Linked DNA regions of Mus musculus: regions 2 and 3 are each linked to region 1. Evidence: chromatin contacts called from public HiChIP or PLAC-seq and promoter capture Hi-C data. All regions are on one chromosome and are shown on one strand. The core of a region is the stretch at or near the end of the contact, and the rest is flanking DNA. Distances in the headings are between cores, read along the strand shown. Region 1 holds the start of Rcbtb1 (regulator of chromosome condensation (RCC1) and BTB (POZ) domain containing protein 1). Region 2 holds the start of Mtmr6 (myotubularin related protein 6). Region 3 has its middle 14 kb from the start of Lats2.

Region 1 (4,030 bases), core at 820-3,319:
ACAAACCACACAGGGAGAACATGGCACCTTCGTAATTCAAATAATATCACCAAGTGTTAATATCAGTAACATAACCTCATCAGTAATAACCAAAGACATAGAAGGAAGTAAGTTTTATATTTAGTCAGTTACACAGTCTTCACTTTAATTTAGTATATTTCTCTGTGATATAAGATTTAAAAATGTGTCACCAAAGCATGCCACTAGTCAAGTTGACAAGAAGTTTGTGCTCAGGGTTCATTATTGGGACTCTCTGTCCCCACAACTTTTTCTCGTGTATCAAAAAGTTATCCCAGCTAACAGTTGGACACATGAAGTGTTCATGTTCACAAACTACAGACTTTCCTAACATCTTCAGAGGTTTCAGAAAAGACCTTCTCAAATGAACTCCAGTACGTGAGTGTGATAAAGTCTATCTACTACTCCCAGAATACAACAGTAGCCTAGTTATTTGAACTGATATTCAGTATCTAAATTCTAGAATCAAGCAGATTTTGGTAGCTTCAGTGCCCAAACTTTTGCTAGTGGCTTTTTCTTACAATCTGAAATCTTACTGTGGAAACTCTGGAACTCCTCAAATTTCCAAAGTATATAGAACTCACACTCTAAAATATAAGATGTTTTCTCTAGGTGTAAAATTACAGATTATGTACATTCTTCTTTATATTTATTTATATTTTCTAAATTTTTCTTCACTCTTAGCTTGTAAATGTTTTGCTTGTTATCAAGACAGGATTTCTCTGTGTAGCTCTGATGGTCCTGGAACTCGATCTGTAGACTTCTTATAAACCGTATATTGTGGCCTAGATATACTTGAAAACTTGAAATTTTTCGTCTATATTGTGAGCCAAATTACATAGTAGATTAATTAACTGACATGTTAGGAAATCTATTCTAGTTAAAGTCCAGCAGTTTTTATCACATCTCTGGATACATATAAGGTAATGTACTGTCTTAAAATTTTTTAACTATAGATCCTAGTTAAGAAAGAAAATGTATTTCAATGTCTTGTCAGGCCTGTAAACGCATGAAGGCCCAACCTTTGTTTCATATGCTTCCTTTTAAGTACCAAATGCAGAAAGAGCAATTCAATTGCATGACTCTCGGATAAAGACCCCAGACTTCTCACTTTCTGGTACACACAGGCACTCAGTTTAAAACCTTAGAACACAAAATTTAAGCTACGAGCTTCATAGCTTTGGTTTCCTGTATATGTTCTGAGATTCGTAGAACTTAACACTTCGGATCATAAGACTTAAAAATCACAGAAGAAACACTTCAAAGATTAACGCATCACTTCCTCTTCAATAGGCACAAAGAGGGGGAAAGGAAAAAAAAAAAAAAAAACCCGCCCCGAAGTACTGGTATTCACACAATGGAGTAAAACCCAGGCCACAGAAGAAGAGAACCTAAATCCTGTTGTGATTTAAATTGAAGTCAAAATTTAAAAGACACTCTAAACTCCCGTAAGGGTCCCGTAAGCATCATCTCATGCCTGCCAGCATTTCTTGCTTTTGATGCTACGCCCGCTACAGCGCACGCCAGTCTCAGAAACTCCGATTGTTTTGCCCACCACGAGCTTTAATCCTCGTAGCAGTAACGGGGCAGAGGCGAGGGAGACTATGAATGTTTCTAAAAGCAAGCTGTATTGTCTTATAAAACTGCAACCCTCGGCTTCGGCGCTCTGCAGCAGTCAGCCTCCCACCGCTAACCTGCGTGCTCCGGGTTCCTCCCCCGCAGGGCGGACAGCGCAGCTCCTCAGAGGCAGGCCGCGGGCAACGCCACGTACTCGGCTCGCCGCACACCTGGGGGAAGCGCCCGCAAGACGGAATCCGCGGGTGCCCGGTGCGGGGTGCGCGTCGCCGGGGAGTCGCGAACGCGCCTGGTGCGCACGGCCCTCGGGAGGGCGCGGACTCAGCAGCCAGCGGCCGAACAAGGCCCTGTCCGGCTCGCCTGCTCGCTCGCCCGCACCGCCGCCCTGCAGCGCTCTACCTGTCAGGCCGCCCGGCCAGGCCCTGACTCCGCTGCGCCGCCGCCGCCTTAGCCGTAGCCGGCTCCTCCCCCCCAAAACCGGGAGCGAGCACAAGCGCCCGGGCCGCCGGTCACGTGGGCGGGTCGCGTCACGTGACACCGGAGCGCCCCGCGCAGCGCGCGCCCTCTGTCTGCTCAGGTTCCCGCTCGGGTTTGGTTGTAGACCGGGCTGCTGGCGCAGCGCAGGGGCGCCGTAGTGGCTCCCGCGAGGACCGGAAGGCGAAGGCGTCCCAGGATGGCAGCAGAGCGTGGCCTTCCTCCCGCTCCGCCCATCCCAGGCCGCTGGTCTTCAGGACACGTGTCTCTGCCCGGTCCGAGGAAGGCCAGGACGCCTAGGTCAGGAGGGCAGAGGCAAGGCTGCTGAAAGCTCTCTCTCTGCCCAGAACTTTTCTTGTGTTAAGCGGGTACAACTGAGGTCCGGAAGGGAGCGGCCGCTTTGTGCTTTGTGCTTTGTGCGTCTATCAGAAGAAGCTTATCAGTTGTAAAGTCCCCTACCGCCCTAGGCTCTCCCATTTGGCACTAGAGACCAAAGTCTACACTTGGCACCCCAACATTCAAGCTATCTTGTTTAGACTCACCTTTCCCTTTTCAGGTCCCAGCGGTAAATACAAATCCCCTTTGTTTTCTGTTTACCACTAAGCAGATGCGGTCCAAAAACCTTTCTGTCAGCACATAGTAACTACAACGTGCTTCCCCCCTATAGAGAATTCTTGTTTCTCTTGAGTACTTTCGGTGGATTACATTTTTAAATATATATATATATACCTTAAATTGCTGTAGGCCTCTCAGGGTTTGTTCATTCTTTTGCCTTGATCTCAAATGTTCAGAATCACCATTTCCTTTCTCAAAGAAAAAACAGGAGGAAGAGGTTAAAAACAGATTTTACTTAGAAATTATTGCAATATAGAAATTGAGCCCTATTTTATACCCTAATGTTTCTTTCTGTTGTACTAGTCCCTGGGTAAAATCTGTTTTTACCAGTTTAATGACTCTGGCTCTGGTTTTTTTTTTTTTTTTCCTAACATTTCCCAAAATATTCATCGGTCTCTCATCTTTCAAAATTGAGGTCAGACACCATCTATTCTTCTTGCAGACTTAACATCTTCAGTTGTTGTAAAAGTTCATTGAGACAGCCTCAGCTACAACTACTCCTCTAGTTATAATACTACATACTCAAAACAGAAAATTCACAATGCAGGTAAATGTATTACTCTGCATCTAAGAGATTAAGTATCTATTGTTACCTGATCTCACATATTATGAACTCTTCATAACAGGGCTATATGGTCTTACTACAATAACTGAGAACTGACTAGACTCTCACTATCAGCCAATGGAAGAGCAACACCAAAAATATGGAAATTTGGTAGACTTGAGGGAGGATAGAAATGGAAAATTATGGGAACATAGGGAAGAAAGGAGTCCCTTACCACAGAGTCTTTCTGAAGCGTTTTGCAGCTGCAAATAGAGTACAATTAATGTTTGTGCTGAAGGTTGCCTACAGAGAGACAGTATTCCTTTTTTATGGAAATATTTTCTAGTAAGAAGGTTAGAATACCAATGAACTATAAGGTCTGAGTGTATCTGTCCTTAGAACACCACCTTACTTCTATCCCAGATGTTTTGTAGGATTCTTAAATGATAATCTTTCTGTGTGTCTCTGTCTGGTCTCTCTTTTGTCTCTCTCTGTCTCTCTGGTGAGACAGACTGTGTGTGTGTGTGTGTGTGTGTGTGTGTGTGTGTGTGTGTGAGAGAGAGAGAGAGAGAGAGAGAGAGAGAGAGAGGGAGAGACAGCACATGCAAATGTAGATGCATGCAGACTATGTGTGTGTGTGTGTGTGTGTGTGTGTGTGTGTGTGTGTGTACAAGCAAATGTAGATGCAGGCAGATTTCATTCGCAGTGAAATATTAACCTCTGTAAACATTGAAAACATCCACCTTCCCCACACATCCTTGTGATCTAGATCTTGTTTTTTACCTCTCAGCTGTAATTCTATCC
Region 2 (3,646 bases), core at 149-2,648, 1.1 Mb before region 1:
GGTTCAGAGTAGAAGGCAGTTTCTGAGCCGACAGCTGTTAGGGCCCTGTGACAGGGACAAGAAGGGCTCCCATGCTCACTCTCATTCTCTTCCCTGCCTTAGCACCCTCTGCTGTACATCGAATCATCCTCCCATTTTCAAATTTTAAATGTCAGCAACTTAAACGTTCCTTCTCTTTAAATAAATAAATAAAATCTGCCAAGCAGTGGTGGTGCACACCTTTAATCCCTGCACTTGGAATCAAAGGAGGATAGCTCTCTGTAAATTCAAGGCCAGCCTAGTCTACAGTGCAAGTTCCAGGACAGCCAGAGCTACACAGAGAAACCTTGTCTCAAAAAAACCAAAATTTTGGAAGAGGAGCACCTCCACATTTCCTACAAATAGTATAGGCAAACTCCAAAATAAATCCTAACAAAAATTCATGTTATGTTATCCATAACATCAAGGACTGTGAAGCGTTTTAAAGAATAATGAAGAAAAAAATGCAGTTTATTCCCAAATGACCTGTAACTTTAAGACCTTTAGGACAGACAGTAAGTGACAGTTAAGGCTCTGGCAAAGCCCAGAGAGGTGTTTTTCCTCATCTTAAAAGGTCATTCACGCCCTTTGATCTCCATTTCTGTTTTGGCCCTTTCTGAGGCTGAAGTTTGGCCATTCTCTGAATTCTTCTCACACAGAAAAATTAAGCACGGACTTGACAAACAAGCTCAGTTATAGGAAAGTTCCATGGACCTTTTACAATATGACACAGCCTTTCTTTCCCCTTCTGCATAACTGCTGTCAAGTTGGCTCCCTACACTTAAGACAATGCCTAAAGTTGGAAGCACAGAAGTATCAACTCTAAGTGTCTGGAGAACTAGAAAAGTGAGTGGCCTCGGATGCGCTAATATTTGCACCGCGGAAAAGAGCGGGCGGGGCACTTAAACCAGAGCAAGACTGGTTCAAGAACAGCACAGCACTGATGGATAACTGGACCCACCAGCCTGGGGGCGAGCCAGGCGGCGATCGGCCGAAATCCCCCAAAGTAAAAAGCAGCCCCAGTCTTGTCCAAAAGAGCAAAGCTCGCTGGGCGGCCACCGTTTGCCGACTCCCCAAGCACCTCCTGCCAAGGCGCCTGCGCTGTCCACACGGCCTCCGCACCCCCAAACTGCCGGCCCTCAACGGAGGCCCCGCACCCCCAAACTGCCCGTCCGCCTCTGCCCAATGGACCCCGGCAGCTGCGAGGATCTCCCGCCGACTACCTTGGTTGTCCGGATGTGCTCCATCCCGGGGCGACGCCCGCAGGCAGCTGGCCTCAGGAGAGCACCATCGGGAGAGAAACGGGGCGGTGACAGCCACCCGCAGGAACTCCCTCAACCCGGCAGCGTCAGCCACCCCCGCCGCCGGTGGCACTGCGCAGGCGTCATCTGAGAGCTCTGTCGCCTAGAAACACTTCCGCAAATCTTAGCTTCAGAGGGGATCCTGACAGCCGGCTGAGTGTCGCCCATAGAGAGCGTATGCTAGCTGGGCCACATGCATGGCCTGTTGTACAGCGCCCTCTCTGATGGAGGACTGGTATTGCCCCGGCCAACCAAGCTAACCCACATGTTCAGCTAGACAAGGATCAGCAAGAGGGACTAGAAGCTTTTTCTAGGTTTAAAGATATTCCTTTTCCTGACCAAAAGGAATTTTCCAGTGAGTGCGAGACTGGATACCTCTAAATTCCAGGTTAAATTACATTTAGAAACTCATGGAGCACTGGGCTCCTGTAATGAACTATTAAATTCTATTATGATTATCAGTATTAAGTTTGAGTACATTTTGTATGGTCTTTGTTACCAAGGGGCAGGATATTACTCTTACAGGCTTATAGATAAGGCTGCACTTTAATTTAAGATGCTACATGAATGTCTTTTTTTAATTTGAAAGATATTGCTCAGGGTTGGAAAGATGGCTTATCTGTTAAGTTCTTTTTGTTTAAGTTTTTTTTTTTTGTTGTTTTTTTTTTTTTTTTTTTTTTTTGTATGTGAGTACACTGTAGCTGTACAGATGGTTGTGAGCCTTTATGTGGTTGTTGGGAATTGAATTTAGGGACCTCTGCTCGCTCTGGCCCAAAGATTTAATTATTGTTATAAATAAGTACACTGCAGTTGTCTTCAGACACATCAGAAGAAGACATCAGATCTCATTATGGATGGTTGTGAGCCACCATGTGGTTGCTGGGATTTGAACTCAAGTCCTTTGGAAGAGTGGTCAGTGCTGTTACACACTAAGCCATTTCAACAGCCCATCTGTTAAATTCTTATTAGAAACTTTTCTGATCTTTGTCTTTTGTAAATAAACAAAAATGGCTGGGATGGGCAGTTTGCCTTCCTAACGGGTAGCTGGTGTGCTCTCTCCTTGCTTCTCTGGCTGCCTCCTGCAAAAGACCTTTCAATTAAACCAACACTTTTAAACTGTTCATGGCAACCCTGGGGACCAGGAGCTGACCAAAACTTGATTAAAAACGCAGCCTATCTCTGGCTTTGCTTCTGGAATAAGCTTTGGGTCTCAAATCTCTACAACTGTACTTTGCTGTGTTCATGACAGTAACTGCCTCAGATCAGATTTCATCTACTATGTGTTATGAATTGTGGTGTCTTTACAGTTTGTACAAACATTGCTACTCTTATAGAAAGAGCAGTTTGATTACAGAAAGCAAAACTTTTCATATTTTCCTATTATTCCTTAGTATATATCAAATTAGTGTATCTTTGAATTGAGCTGTATCAGAAAAACATATCTATCTCTGTTCTACTCATAATTAAGTAGTAAAGATGTATGTGTACAAAAGAATTGTTTGTAAAAATAAATTTACCTTGTATGCTGGGGCATGACTTTAATCCCAGCACTTCAGAGACAGAGGCAAGTTGTTGCCTGTAAATTTCAGAGCATGCTGTTCCACATAGTGAGACTGTAACAAAAACAAACAAGCAAAATATTATCAGCAAATGTTTGATTTGTACACCTATTGTAAGTACCTATATAACCAAAGATAAATAAAAGTTTTTCTGCTGAAAAGGGTTCACGATTTAAAAATGTTTAAAAGATTTCCAAACAGGCCACCCTTAAGCTCTATCAATCAACTTTATTTGGTTTTGGTTAGTCTTCATTTCCTCCATAAGCAAGTCTTTTTTTTTAAACATATTTTTATTAGATATTTTCTTGATTTGCATTTCAAATGTTATCCTCTTTCCTGGTTTTCCCTCTGAAAATCCCCTATCCCCTCTTCCCTCCCCCTGCTCACCAACCCACCCACTCCTGCTTCCTGGCCCTGGCATTCCCTACCCTGGAGCATAGAGCCTTCACAGGACCATGGGCTCTCCTCCCATTGATAACCAACTAGGCCATCTCTGCTACATGTGCAGCTGGAGCCATGAGTCCCACCATGTGTACTCTTTAGTTGGTGGTTTAGTCCCTGGGAGCTTTGGGGGGATACTGGTTGGTTCATATTGTTGTTCCCCCTATGGGGCTGCAAACCCTTTTGGCACCTTGGGTCCTTTCTCTAGCTCCTTCATTGAGCAATTCTTTTAATAATTTGAGATCTTTCACAAAAACATATTTTTAAAAGGAGAACTTAAGTTAATGTTTGTCAGAAATGCAGTAACTATCAGTAAGAATCTGGCCA
Region 3 (3,835 bases), core at 188-2,687, 1.4 Mb after region 1:
TCACAAAATCCAGTATTGCCTGGCTGGTCTCAAACTCCTGATCCTTCAACCCTGGCGTCCCAACTGCCATGCCCAATTCCCTGTTGTTTTATCTTAACTGTGTATTTTGGTTGCTTAGAAATGTTAAAGTTGCCAGGCGTGGTGGCCCACACCTTTAGTCCCAGCACTTGGGAGGCAGAGGCAGATGGACTTCTGAGTTTGAGGCCAGCCTGGTCTACAGAGTGAGTTCCAGGACAGCCAGGGCTACACAGAGAAACCCTGTCTCAAAAAACCAAACCAAACCAAACCAAACCAAACCAAACCAAACAAACAAACAAAGAAATGTTAAAGTTGTATGCATTTACCATTCAATTAGAAAACTTCAGGGTGGGGGTGGGGGTGGGGGTGGGAGGAAAACAGCAGTGAAGCCAAGCCCCAGAGGTTGAATACACTCTGCCTTTTCTTAGCGTTTGTCCTATTGCCATCAAGCACCCGGTAGTTTAGAGTTGCCTTCAACCAAATGTCAGTTAATTACACAGTCACGGAATCTCAGTACTTCACACTTATCCAATGCAGTTCAGTGAAGTGGATGGTGCTTCTGATAACACAATAGAAATTAGATACTCGGGTGAAATTATAGTTCTCTGAGGCTAATTTGGGGGTGTGATTTTTAAATGTGTTTCCAGGCCTCTGGACCTGTGTTTGAATGACTTGAGCTGTCCCAGCACTGACCCCGCATGAGGTCTGTGCTCCTTGCTGGCGTTCTCTCCACAGTAGCTCCATTCAAGCTGTAGGTTCCAACTGGGCCCTCAGTTACTGTGCGATGCCTTCTGGGCACTTGAACCTTTGTTTGTATTTTGCTCTGAGCTTCTTGGTGGGTTGCTCTATAAAAAGCATCTGTCATTATTTCTTTTCTGTGTGGGACTCCCCCTCTCCCCTCTTCAGCTTATTCCATTCACTCTGTTCCAGTTCAATGGATCCCTCTGGCTGACATTCAGTCCTCTCCGATCTGACTAAATGACTAAACACCTACCGAAACAAAGTCTTGCACCAGCAGAGGGTTCTGGCCATTGCCAGGAAGATAGCCACAGTGGCTCTCATTTGCTCAGTGGACCCAGGAAGGCAGGTTCAAATATGAAACCTAGTTTCAAGGGAGCCTGGGCACCAACCACTGTTTTGTCTGCTCTATTTTTTGACAACTTGTAGGTAATGACTTCATTGCAAATTAACGTTCAGTGAATGATCCATTGCAAATAGCTGCCAGGGAATTCTGGGGGCCTTACCCCTCATGCTGGCATGTGTCCTCAGTCAGCCCACTTGGCACAGACCACGATGCCTATTAGATAGGAGGGCTGTTTCCTGGAGAAAAAGGGCAAATTCCTCTCAGCATTCCTTGTGGTGTGAGGAATGGCTTCTCAGAAGGAAGGAATTGCAATCATCCGACCAGTTTGCTTCACCCAGAGTCTCAATTTCCTGACATTCTGCAAGTTTTTCAATGACACATACTGTGAGCATGTGCACTGGAGAAGTTGGGTGCTGCCCGAAGCATTCTGTAAACACCATGCTGTGGGAACTCCTGCCCAAAGGGACCCTGAGGTGTGAGTTCCCACACATGTGGATCATTTTAATGTAACCTAAGCTGGCCTTGAACTCACAATCTTCCTGCTTTGACCTCCTCAGCATTATAGAGATTCTAGGCCTACATTATCAGGCCTGGCTTGGACTGGACGACTCTTAGCAAAGTACAGGACAAGCAGAGGACTTGCTTGTCTTTGATCAGTTCAGCTAACGATACAATAATATAAACACAAACCTATCAAGGAAGGAAGGAAAGAATAAAGGAGAGAGGGAGGGAAGGAAGGAGGGAAGGAAGAAGGAAAGGCAGGAAAGAGGAAAAGGAGGAGGGAGGAAGAGAGGGAGGGAGAGAGGAACGGAAGGAAGGGAAGGAGGAACAGGAGGGGGTAAGAAGGAAAGGAAGGGAGGGAGGCAGGAAGGGAGTGACATAATGTTATGGGTTCCCAACAGGTCACATTGTGTATTTCTAGTCTAACCTGTGCGTCCTGTTTCCTATCTCTGCATACTAGTTATCCGTGAACCAGAACCCCAAATTTCAGATCCTCCACAACAGGGTTCTCCTCTTGCCAAACAAAATACTTGTCAGGACTAAAAATGGTTTAAAATTAACTCCCCAGCTGCAGTCGTGACGTTCAGTTGGTGGTGTTCCTTTCTAAGGCTCGGGAACTTCCATTCAAAGTCCCCAAATTCTTTAGCATTCCTTGGCATGTACAGCTTGTAGGATTTAATATAGCGTAATAGACTTATTTAAAAAAAAACTATTCAAAAGCTACAGGATGTTTGTTGTAACTGTGCCTTACTTAAAAATCACCAAAATTGCCCTTTTTTAGAGGCTGTGTTCATAACTTCCAAGAACACGAAGCTCTGGGCTGTAATTGGCAGCACATGGGCCATCGCCTTCTGTACAATTCCATTTCCTCCTTCAAACTTGCTGCTAATAATTTGATTCATAAGACTGACTATTCACGGAAAGTTTCTAACCTCCCTTCTAGAATGTTCTTTCAGCTCTCAATGCTAAGCTTCTCTTGGATGAACGGTTTACTCAACACCTACTCTCCACCAGGGGTTTCTAGCTTGACCTCTTGACACTAGAGACAGCTGTGGATCTCTGCTTTACAGATGAGAAAAACAACATCCTAGAAGCTAAGAACTTTGGTCACCATTCCACTACTGACTGGTTGTGTTGGCTCCAAAGCTGGGATGGGTGGTATCCTTCTAGACATGCCTGCCTCTCAGACTAAAGGTCAGATACCACATGCCTCCATCCAAGGTCAGGGCGGCTCTTATTGAAGAGGGTGGCAGGAAATTTTATATATATGTGTGTGTGTGTGTGTGTGTGTGTGTGTGTGTGTATGTATGTGTGTATATTTAATGTGTGTATGTGTGTATATATAGAAGAGGGCATCAGATCATATTATAGATGGTTTTAAGACACTATGTAGTTGCTGGGAATTGAACTCAGGACCCCTAAAAGCGAAGCCAGTACTCTTAACTGCTGAGTCATCTCTCGTCCAGGGAGGAAGTATTTAAAGGTGACATAAATGAGGTTGTTTTTTTTTGAGAAAAGAGAGAAAAGATTATTAAGAACAAAAGCCATACACGTGGAAGGCAAGGGTGCTGTTGTACAAATGAATCCTGGTATTCAGGAAGCTGGGGCAGTAGGGTTATCTTAAATTTGGGGCCAGTCTGGGCTACAAATTTATACTTTTGTCCCAAAAAGCCAAACCAAACAAACAAAAATCCATATGGAAAATGACAACTTTCTTGGGCAACTGACCTGACCATGAGCCCACACTACTGGCCTTATCGATCCTTCAGCAGCCTGCTCATTTCACCAACTGCATCACTCTCAACTCTGCCGCCTACTCTGGTGACCTCGCCATCATCCAGGTTCATTTCTACCCCTGCCCAAAAAAAGCATAGCCTCACAGCAAGTCCGGGCTGGAGGCAGGGACCCAGAGGAACAGAGGCACATGCCTCTCACAGCTGGCCTCCAAATGGATGCAAGAGTCCAGCAGCAGCTGGCAGAGGGGAAGGCCACTCACACCGGCTGGGCTTCCTAGACTCTCCATTTGTCCATTCCCTTTGTTCAGTCTGCTGGCTTGGCCCATGGCCCTAGAGAAGCTGCACCACCCACTTTTGCTCCTAAACTAGGCAGTTCTTCTAAGAAGTCATCTCCAGTCCCTCTGCTGCTGTCCCAGACAAGGTGACCTGGGGTCAACTGAGTTTGAGGGATGGAGGGAATAAGACTCCAGAAACACGCAAAGGCCTTCAGAAAGAA

What was found. Promoter capture Hi-C pulls out the DNA fragments that hold promoters and counts their contacts. HiChIP or PLAC-seq counts read pairs in DNA pulled down with a chosen protein or histone mark.
Region 2: a contact with region 1 is called in a promoter capture Hi-C map of pre-B cells, with 3 times the contacts expected there. The contact joins the promoter of Mtmr6 here to the promoter of Rcbtb1 in region 1. A contact is called at or near these places in 5 of 39 promoter capture datasets (the 3T3-L1 cell line, embryonic stem cells, liver and 2 more), 1 of 484 Hi-C or Micro-C datasets (CD4 T cells), 2 of 115 datasets of contacts at active chromatin or transcription factors (embryonic stem cells and thymic regulatory T cells) and 1 of 9 other capture datasets (adipose tissue).
Region 3: a contact with region 1 is called in a FOXA1 HiChIP or PLAC-seq map of pancreatic cancer cells. The contact joins the enhancer-like site here to the promoter of Rcbtb1 in region 1. A contact is called at or near these places in 3 of 39 promoter capture datasets (cranial neural crest, hippocampal neurons and maxillary cranial neural crest) and 4 of 115 datasets of contacts at active chromatin or transcription factors (embryonic forebrain, embryonic stem cells, extraembryonic endoderm stem cells and 1 more).

Annotation. Positions count from the first base shown.
Region 1 is chr14:59,199,267-59,203,296 of GRCm38.p6, reverse strand. Rcbtb1 (regulator of chromosome condensation (RCC1) and BTB (POZ) domain containing protein 1) reads right to left here and starts at 2,069. Exons shown (of 12, transcript NM_027764.2): 1 at 1,713-2,069.
Region 2 is chr14:60,262,957-60,266,602 of GRCm38.p6, reverse strand. Mtmr6 (myotubularin related protein 6) reads right to left here and starts at 1,398. Exons shown (of 14, transcript NM_144843.4): 1 at 1,242-1,398. The coding sequence starts at 1,265. It overlaps Gm38641 (a long non-coding RNA gene), which reads right to left. Exons shown (of 3, transcript XR_874661.1): 3 at 2,696-2,932.
Region 3 is chr14:57,758,178-57,762,012 of GRCm38.p6, reverse strand. No RefSeq gene overlaps it. Among named protein-coding and RNA genes, the nearest start is that of Lats2, 14 kb to the right of the region's middle. Within about 2 kb of position 1,437, at least 58 of the 459 cell types and tissues checked have an H3K27ac peak or open chromatin away from gene starts, as enhancers often do. A contact at or near this core is called in pancreatic cancer cells, where this site is marked.